Linked DNA regions of Zea mays: region 2 is linked to region 1. A link is a contact called in public Hi-C data. All regions are on one chromosome and are shown on one strand. The core of a region is the stretch at or near the end of the contact, and the rest is flanking DNA. Distances in the headings are between cores, read along the strand shown. Region 1 holds the start of LOC100382223. Region 2 holds the start of LOC100281837.

Region 1 (4,914 bases), core at 1,485-3,984:
GCCACGCGCCGGTGCCACCACGCGTGCCAGCGGCACCATGTTGTGGATCCGGTTCCGTTCGGTCCTACAGGGCCGCCATCGCGCCTTGCAGGCTCCTTTTTTTTTTCTCCGCTGGTCACCCGCGACGAAGATTGGCACGTACTACCATGGTAGGCGCTGGTACGACCAACCAACGGTGACCGTGCACCCGCACTCACGACGGCTTTGGGGGTGGGGGTGGGGGGACCCTTGTCACGCTTGCCGTGTGTGTGCGGCTTCGAATCATCATCCTTATCTATTCCATTATTAGGCTGCACAGATCACGAGCGCCACGTCGCCATCTACTCTCCCCCTTCCCACCTTCAAGTACGCGTGCCCACGCACATACGACGCCGGCGGCGGCAGCGGCGCTGTTTTTTCACCGGGCTACCCGTGTCGAGACGCCGACACACGACCAACTATCCCAAACAAGCGCCCGCCGGGCTCCGGCGTGCTGCTTCAGACAGAGTCCAGAGCCTGCCGTCGTTTTCAGCTTTCACCGCTCCCATCGATGGATTCCCGGCGATCGCACCGTCGCCTGCCTGCGTCTCCTCCCCTGTCACGGCCCGCCCGCCAATCGCGCGTATTTTGGCAGCCGCGCCGCGACGCGACGCGACGCCGACCACTGGCTGCCTGCCCCGCGTCGTCTCGGCCCGGTTTTTTTTTCCATCCAAGTGGGTCGCAGAATCTACTCGTCCGTCCGCGCACGATCCCCGCGTCCGTATTTCCTGTTTTGACCAGGATTTTGTGCTGATGCATCCGTTGTATGAGTAGTAGGTTCTATGCGTTGGTGTCGACAGACAAAACTACTGCGAGTTTGGTAAAAGGGATCTTTCTTCTGCGACTGTTGAGCTAGCTACAGACTATAGTGGATCGATTTTCTGTTGCCTGGTGATGATGGCCGTAAACGTGCCTGTAGCTGTCATCTTACAGACTTACGGTAGCGGCAACCAACTAATTGCATTGACCGACCGCTGTTGTCGCGTCCCCTCTCAGGCCCGTCCCATGCCCAAACGCTGGAAAAATCTATCGGCAGCAAATAGTCGCGTCCAAGTTGATTATTTGATCCATATATTATTATATCACGGTGCAACAAAGATGGAATCGTTACAAAAAAAAAATGCACAAGGTTTCCATCCATTTCGATATCAGGTTTGTTGGAGACTAATCTCGGGTGGCTGTTGTCGGAGGAAAAGACGGTGGTCGCAGTACGGTCCGCACCGACACAGGGAAAACGAGCAGCACGAGTCTCCAGGCTCGTGTCGAGAGCGCATCGGTACCGGAGAGGTCGGTGCCTCGGACGGCCTGCGCGTGCAGAGCCCAAACTCTCACGCACACGCACCGACGCAGCGCCATCTCTCCTCTTTCATCCGAAACCCACGGAGACAGAGCACGGCAGCGTGTAGCAGTGTCAGTGTGTAAATAAATAAATAAATAAATAAATAAAAATAGACATACTTCTACGAAACTATAAAAGTTATTAGAGAGAAATTAAAAAAAACCAGAAAATGGCATATATGGGAGTGATGAGAGGAAATAAATTGGAAACTTCTCGGCCAGGACAAATGGGCCCCACGCACGCCGCACATTCTCGTAGCTACGTACTAGCTTTCCTTTCCTTTGCGGACACGCCCGTCCGCGCCCACCAGGCCCACTGGACTGCTGTCCATCACGGCTGTACAGTACTAGTACATGCACCTCTCGCCGGGCCCACAAGCGGCCCTCCTCCTCCTGTCCTGGCCTCCTCGGGCCAGGAGCCAAGTTGCTGCCGTCGCGTCGGTCGTCGACTCGTCGTGATCGCGGGCAGCGCAGTAGCTGCCGCGTCCTTGGGTCCGTGCCTGGGTGGCGGAAAACTCGTACGCGTACGGCCAAACAAGCTCGAAGAATCACCGGAGCCGGCCGCTGGCCAGATCCAATCCAACAAGAACCGGATGGACCGAGCTTCACGGCAATCGTTTCGAAATCCGGCCACGCGGCCGTGGCATGTTGTAACACTTGAACCAAAGCACGACGAGCCCGAACCGATTCCCGGTTGCAGTGAGGGGTATTACTTCGCCTTCGTTTCAAAATAATTGCCACAAAGACCATTCTTTCCTCAAGTTCCTGTGGCTGTTCCTGGCCACATTCACCCTGTGCAGTAGTACTCCTGCATGGATGCACAAGCACAAAGACCATTCTTTCCGATCGTGCACCGCCCACTTTTGTTGGTCAAAGCATCCAACATCCAGCACCATTGCAACACGATGAGGGGCGGATCAATGGCACTTTTGTGGTGTCAAATTCTGGACTGGATTGAGTGGTTCACTGTTTTCTGGTCTGGAACCGTTTCCGACTTGGAACCTTCAAGGCAACCGAACACGGGGACGCCACATCCTGGGGACGATATGGCCACCATGGTGACACCGTCGGCGATGGAAATTGAGGTCTTATTTACGTAGTGTAGTTTAAAGTAGAAAACGCTGTAGGCATTCCATGGAGAGGCGAAGCCTTATTGCTGCGTGCCAAGTTCGGGACGATGAAGAACGGGCTCCGGCGCTGCCAGCCTGCCACCATGGGCTCTCATTCGGGAGAAGACAGAAGAACGACTGTGGGTTGGAAAGGGCTGTAGCTGTAGTTGCCCTTGGCAGGAGGGGAGGAGTGGAGGACGCCAGCTGAGAAAAGCCGCACGACTTGGCACTTGCCCAGAGTCCACTCACCTCTATAAATTCGTGCCCACCCCGCTTCAGGTTCCATTCCTCATCACCAAGCCGAACCACAGAGCTCCCCCACACCCACAGCGGGGTGAAGCGAATCGCATCAAATTCGACCGAAGAATCGCGCCGCTCGGCCCGGCCACCATGAGCTTCTCGTCCATGAGCAAGCAGCAGGTGCTGGACGCCGGTGACGGGGAGGGGGAGGAGGTCATGGAGCTCATCCCGGGCCTGCCGGAGGAGGTGGCCGAGAAGTGCCTCCTCCACCTGCCCTTCCTCTACCACCGCCTCTTCCGCACCGTCTCCTCCACCTGGAACCGCTTCCTCACGGACGCCCTGGCCAAGCCACTGCTGTTCCCTCACGCGGCGGGGGCGGGGACCGCGGCCACGGGGTCGGTGCCCTTCCTCTTCGCCCTCGCCTTTGACCCCATGTCGCGGCGCCTCCAGTGCCAGGCGCTCGACCGTTTCTCGAGGAAGTGGCTCCTGCTCCCGCCGGTGCCCGGCGGCGCCGCGGCCGGGTCGTTCGCGGTGGTGGGGCTCCCCCGCCGCGGCCAGATCTACGTGATTGGGGGCGTCGAGGAGGGCGGCGACAAGGCCGTGACGAGCGTGGCGGTGTACAGCGCCGCGCGGAACGGGTGGGAGGAGGCGGCGGCGATGCGGACGCCCCGCGGGTACATGGCGGCCGGGGAGGTGGGAGGGCGGGTGGTGGTGGCCGGGGAGGACGGCGAGGCGGAGGTCTTCGACCCGGAGGCCGGGCGGTGGTCGCCGGCCGCGCCGCGCCGCGGCGCCGCCGTGGCGCGGTACGACGCGGCGGCGGCGGGCGGGAAGCTGTACGTGACGGAGGGTTGGGCGTGGCCGTTCGAGCGCGCGCCGCGCGGCGCCGTGTACGACGCCGCCGCGGACTCGTGGTGCGAGATGGCGCGCGGGATGCGGGAGGGGTGGACGGGCTCCTGCGCCGTCGCCGGCGGCCGGATGTATATCGTGGCGGAGTACGGGGAGTGGCGGCTGAAGCGGTACGACGAGGCCCGGGACGAGTGGCGGATGGTGGCCGGCACCGGGGTGCCCCCCGAGGTGCGCCGGCCGCACGTGGTCGCTGGCGAGCTCGGGGAGGTCGCTGGCGGGAGGCGGAGGATATACGTCGTCGGCGCCGGGCTCGACGTCGCCGTGGGCACGGTTTCTGCCGCCGCATCCGCCGCCGCCGCGGTACCCGGCGTCGAGGACGAAGTGGTGGAGTGGGAGGTGGTCAAGGGCTCCGCCGAGTTCGCCGGGATGGCGCCCTGCAACGCGCAGGTCCTATACGCTTGAGGCGCCGCCGGACCCCGCCTTCGGGTAGAACGTCCGCAAACCGATGGTTCGGTACCAGTCGGCGCACCCACAGGGGTCCACCAGCCCCGTGCCGCATCACGTCGCCGGCGAAGCGCATACCTAGCCCACATGTCAGTGGAACGCGACGGCTCCCGCTCCATCGTCTCGCCGGCAGGAGCGAGTGGCTTGCTGTTCCTGTTCCTGCTAGGAGAGAAGTATATAGATGACCCAGAAGAAACCAGATGCGCAAACGCAGCTGCACAGGCTCGCAAGTCGCAACGTGGTGGTCTGGTGGACGAGTGTGTGAACCGTGAGCGAGCATTGATGGCACTAGAGAAAGGCTGAAAAATCTTTTCTTCCATGTGGGGCCGAGGAAGTGTGCAAGCAGTAGAACTTATTTTTCTTTTCAGGCTTTTTTTTACCTGTGTATATTGGATTTTGGTAAAGACTTTATTTGCGTTCGTCGCAATGCACAAACATCCGGATCGAACCGTACATCTAAAATCGTAGAGCTGAGGCCAATGTTCCTACCTTATGTTCAGTGTACTTTGGAGAGGATTCCTTCTGCTACGATCCTTATGGACTAGTTTGAGAATTTTATTTTCTCTGGTGATTTTTATTTTTCTAAGTGAAAATAAATTAAACAAAATTTTCTTAGGAAAATAAAAATCATTTGAAAAAATAGGATTCTAGACTTTTAATCTCACAGATTCTTTAATTGTTTATTTCTTTGTGATATTAACTCTTTTAAGCTCAGTTCTACCTACAAAGCAGCGTCGAAAAATTTAGGTGTTGCTAACGTAACGACAAACAAAATTTCATGACACAATTTAAAGCAACTCGCAACTACAAATAAGTGATAGATGTGCAAAATATCTTATTCAAGAGTCATCGTGATCAT
Region 2 (4,879 bases), core at 2,179-4,678, 140 kb after region 1:
ACACTTGGTTAATAATATCCATGCTAAAAGATTCAAACAAGCAATTTTTAGCTCTTGCTTTGATATGGATTTCTATTTCATCACTTAGGGTTGCTTTCTTGTGTTTCTTTTTGGTTTCATACCATCACGAGTGACTCTCCAAACACCTAGATCAAATGTTTCTAGGTAGCAAGCCATTCAATCACTCCAATAGGAAATGCTAGTGCCATCAAAGTGTAGAGGCCTAGAGATATCCATCCCAACCACTCTAATAAATATTGTCAGATCAATGGAGGTGAAGACAAAGGTTCAAATTGATTGAATTAGCTCTGATACAACTTGAAGGGACTGTGATGCCTCAGAAGGAGGGGTGAATTAGGCAACTTAAAATCTACTTTTTAAACTAAGGCCTCTAATTTCCACTTAGTCAAAACATATACAAGAAAGTAATTTATCTAGATGTGCAACTACAATTTTGCTAGGTGTGTTACTATCTCTACAACTAAAGAGTTATGTAACGCCCAATCCTACACGAGCCTAGCAAGTTGATCTGGAAAGTAAGCACATATCCTACGTAAGCAACAAATAAAGTGCAAAAGCTTATTTAAGATATAAATGCAAACGCCTGTCGATGACTCTAACATTTTTACTAAGGTATTGAGAAGCTCATGCTTCCCTCTAGTATTTCTTAGAGCCCCTTGCAAGGATACCCTCTCAAGCACCAAGCTCCCGGTCAGGCAACTCCATTGATATCCCTTGGGCCTTCCCACACACAAGTGGGTCTTCGAAAGGATCTAGATGGCTAGAGAGGTTGAATATCCTATAATAATTGTTCTACAAACTCATAAATATTGCTAGAGAAAGGTAGAACAAAGCAAGCTGCTCACTAGCAAGAGATATCAATCAACAACAATTTCTAAGAATCATCTACCCAATGATAGTTGATCAACAATTGAACAACGAGTAGATAGATGTAAATGCAAGATCAAATAAGGAGTGCAAACCACATAGAGCAAGAAATGACACAAGATATATCCTTGAAGTTTGGTTGCTTTTAGGTAACCAACGTCCTCATTATGTTGAGTCCAAACTTGGTGGTTCACTCGCTAATTGGCACCACAGGCTAAGACCACAATGAGTGTGTCGTAAGAATCACACTAAAGAGGCACTCCAACAAACCACAAGTTTACTAGAGTCGCTCTTCATTCATCTCTCATGGGGAATAAGTATAAGATACCCTCACAATGATGATCGGAGCTAGCAACAATCTCCAATATCCTCTCAACAATCCCATGAATTTTGAGTCGTCTAGGTGATGACAATTACCATGAGTAACAAGAGTAGAACTAGCCCAATCCAATCAACTAGTGCTACGAGATGCTACAACTATATGTGATGCACTAGGAGCTCTCCAATCTCACTCAAAAGACGAACTAAAAGATGCAAGTGGGTGAAGTGTGTTTCTCTAGCTACAAGAGGTGTTCTCAAATGTAAGGAGTGAACGGATGCCAACCAAGGCCAGCCAAGGGGTCTATTTATACAACTATTGCGGTATTACCTCTTGATGGATAGAAATCAAGGGCACCAAACATGTCTGATGCACCACTGATCCCTGCACCGTACATGTCTAGTGCCTTTCCAATGACTATAAACTATTCATTACACTTGTTAGGTATCTGGCGCTTTCAATAAATATGTCTAGTGTGTGCTAGGCCTAAAAGTTCATTTTACATTTTATCTAAGCACCATGTCTGCTATACTATATAGCTGAATAACGCATTTAACATGCTCTCTAAGTGTCATGTCCGATGGGCCATCTGTTGCCTCACCGTAAACATCTGGTGCACCATATTCAGTGCATACTAGACACCACGATGGTTGGCTGCAAAACTGTGCACTGTGTGTGTGATCGTTACATGTATCTGGTACAATGTTTGGTGCATCACTAAACATGTCTGGCGCCTTATAAAAAACTACACCGAGTGCACTTTCTCATCTCTTCTCATGCATTCTAACACTAGATGACTGGGTTGCCTAAATTAGACTCCTCGGTGAATAATGTGGTCATCTATCCTAAATCTGATAACACACTGTGTTGTGTCTTGATTGGTGAAACAAAATTCTTTAGCTTATACCTTTGGCTTAAGATCTTGCATTTTGTTTTTCTTCTTCCTCTTTTCAATATTGAGCAGTTGATCATCCCTTTTGGCCTTCATCGTCCTTTTCATGGTTGCCAATCTTGTTCAAAACCTGGGTGTGAACTTAACCTATCTCATATACAATACTAGAGTAAAAGTTAGTCCACCGATTGTCTCAGTTGTCAGAACCACACATGGAGCTTTCACCCTCTTGGATCACTCTCTGTCATCTTCACTATCGAGCTACCGACCAAACCACTATGGTCCTCATTACTCTGATATACAGTGGTGGCCACACCGCAAACATGGTTCATGTAGTCTCTGAAGACTACAAACCCCTCTAAGTATAATAATGATGCACACAAGCACTGAGTGGTAAGAGGTATATAAACCTCACTAAACACTAGACTTAAATCTAGAGCAAACACATAAACGATGGTCTACCTAGCCTAATCACTTGAGAAAACATCTACACTAATCACTATATGTAGCGCTAAACATTATACAAGTGGAGAGCACTAGAATGGATAACCAATTCTTTTTATATGTTTCTTAGCTCTCACCCACTTCAAATGACTGATTGGAGTACTATTTATATGCCTATCCAAAACTAGTTGTTTGCAAAAGCTGCACACTACTGTACTAGACATGTCCGGTAATAAACACAGAACTTCTGATAACCCGTCGATTAAAATTTAACCACTGTATTGCTTTTCAGTGAGCATCGAAACTTTACACCTGATAGGAGCACTAGACGTAGCACGTGGTTCAACGAGAGTCCTCTTGCTATGATGGTGGATTATCTTAACTGTCGACTGTCGTTGGTCTTGCTGTAGAAATAAAAAAGGGCTGGAACCATAGACTGCAAAGGATAGAGACAGTGCAGCTTCACTCACGTATAGTGGCCTGAACGCGGCTTGTGCTAACACGAAATGTGACGCTGCAGACTGCAGTGGAGTGTGGCCTCCGTTTATCCGCGGCGTCTAATCCAGCATCACCGTCAGGGATTATCCCCCCTACATTTTTTTTTGTGATTATCCTCTTCCTCTGTCCCCGCGGAAGGCCAACACGGCCCGCCCAAGCCCAGCACTCCTGACGCGACGCGACGCAGATACGAGATATCTTCCCCCTCGTGCGCGGGACCCACCTCCATCACATGACCCGCGGGCCCGGCGCCCCACGCCGAAATCCTCAAAAAAAATAATATTTAATCAGATTTCGCTTGGTTCCCAGCCCCCCACGTGTTCCGCCCCCGCCACGTCACCGTCCCCCACCTACTACTACATGTAGCGCATCACCACCATGCTATGCGCTGCGCTGCCTCCCTCCACTACTACGCCAGCCACTCTGCCTTCCCTCCCCCACCACCACAAGAACCGCTTCACCATTGCCGCGTCCAGCTGAGCCTCCTCTTAGCCGCGTCCAGCCAGGAGAAGGCGGGCGCGCACACCTGCTGCTTGGTGACCACGTTCGATGGAGCTGCACAAGTACTGGGGCGTGGGGGGCCGGCGGTGCGGCAGCTGCGAGGGGGCCCCGGCGGCGGTGCACTGCCGCACGTGCGTTGGTGGATCCTTCCTCTGCACGACGTGCGACGCCCGGCCCGCGCACGCGCGCCTGGGCCACGAGCGCGTGTGGATGTGCGAGGTCTGCGAGCTGGCCCCCGCCGCCGTCACGTGCAAGGCCGACGCCGCCGTGCTCTGCGCCGCCTGCGACTCCGACATCCACGACGCCAACCCGCTGGCCCGGCGCCACGCGCGGGTCCCCGTCGCCCCCATCGGCTCCGAGGCCGCCGCCGCGGCCGTGGAGGCCATGCTGTTCGGGACCGGCGAGGCGGCCGCTTCCGAGGCCGACGAGCAGCACGCGGCGGCCGAGCACGCGCACGCGCACGCGCACGCGCTGAACCTCAACGTGGAGGCCAAGGACATGAAGCTGGACTACCTCTTCTCTGAACTGGATCCCTACCTCAGCGTCGAGATCCCGCGCTTCCAGCACGCTGACAGCGTCGTCCCCAACGGCGCCGGCGCTGCCGTCGAGCTGGACTTCACGTGCGGCATCGGCGTTAAGCACTCCTCCTACAGCTCCTACACGGCCACCTCCCTCGCTCATAGCGTAAGCTTCGCCCTTCTCTTGCCTTGCCTTGCCTTTAGATGCATATATCATCTTGGAATTGAAACTCATGTGTGGAGCTGTGGACACCGTCCCGATGGATCTTGCAGGGCTCCTCGTCGGAGGTTGGCGTGGTGCCAGAGGCCTTCGGCGGCAGCGGCAGCGGCGGCGGGAGCTTTGAGCTCGACTTCACAAGGCCCAAGCCTCAGGCCTACATGCCATACACCGGGACTCCCCAGAGCCACAGCGTAGGACCCCAACCAAGCTCCCAACTTTCGGGACGCACATCCGTTAGACACTCCATGTGCTCGTCCTGACGTATCGTTGCGGACTCGATCGGTTCCGTATGCAGGTGCCATCCGCGGACGTGGAGGTGGTGCCGGAGCGGGGAGACTTGGCTGCGGTGAGGCCGGTGCCGCTGATGGGGGAGAGCAGGGAGGCGCGCCTGATGCGGTACCGTGAGAAAAGGAAGAACAGGCGCTTCGAGAAGACCATCCGGTACGCGTCCCGGAAGGCCTACGCCGAGACGCGGCCGCGAATCAAGGGCCGGTTTGCCAAGCGTGCTGACCACGACGGGGACGCCGACGCCGACGACGCTGAGGCCGAGGCCGAGGCCGCCGTGCCGATGTCATATGTGCTCGACTTCGGCTACGGCG

Evidence for each region. A called contact is a pair of places that touch in the nucleus more often than the background predicts.
Region 2: a Hi-C map of leaf shows a contact between it and region 1, with 2.7 times the contacts expected there. The contact joins the promoter of LOC100281837 here to the promoter of LOC100382223 in region 1. A contact is called at or near these places in 2 of 25 Hi-C or Micro-C datasets (endosperm and leaf).

The regions. Positions count from the first base shown.
Region 1 is chr9:112,739,771-112,744,684 of Zm-B73-REFERENCE-NAM-5.0, forward strand. It overlaps LOC100382223, which reads left to right and starts at 2,735. Exons shown (of 1, transcript NM_001174979.1): 1 at 2,735-4,487. The coding sequence starts at 2,856. The coding sequence ends at 4,013.
Region 2 is chr9:112,881,855-112,886,733 of Zm-B73-REFERENCE-NAM-5.0, forward strand. LOC100281837 reads left to right here and starts at 3,429. Exons shown (of 3, transcript NM_001368108.1): 1 at 3,429-4,226; 2 at 4,334-4,471; 3 at 4,576-4,879. The coding sequence starts at 3,591.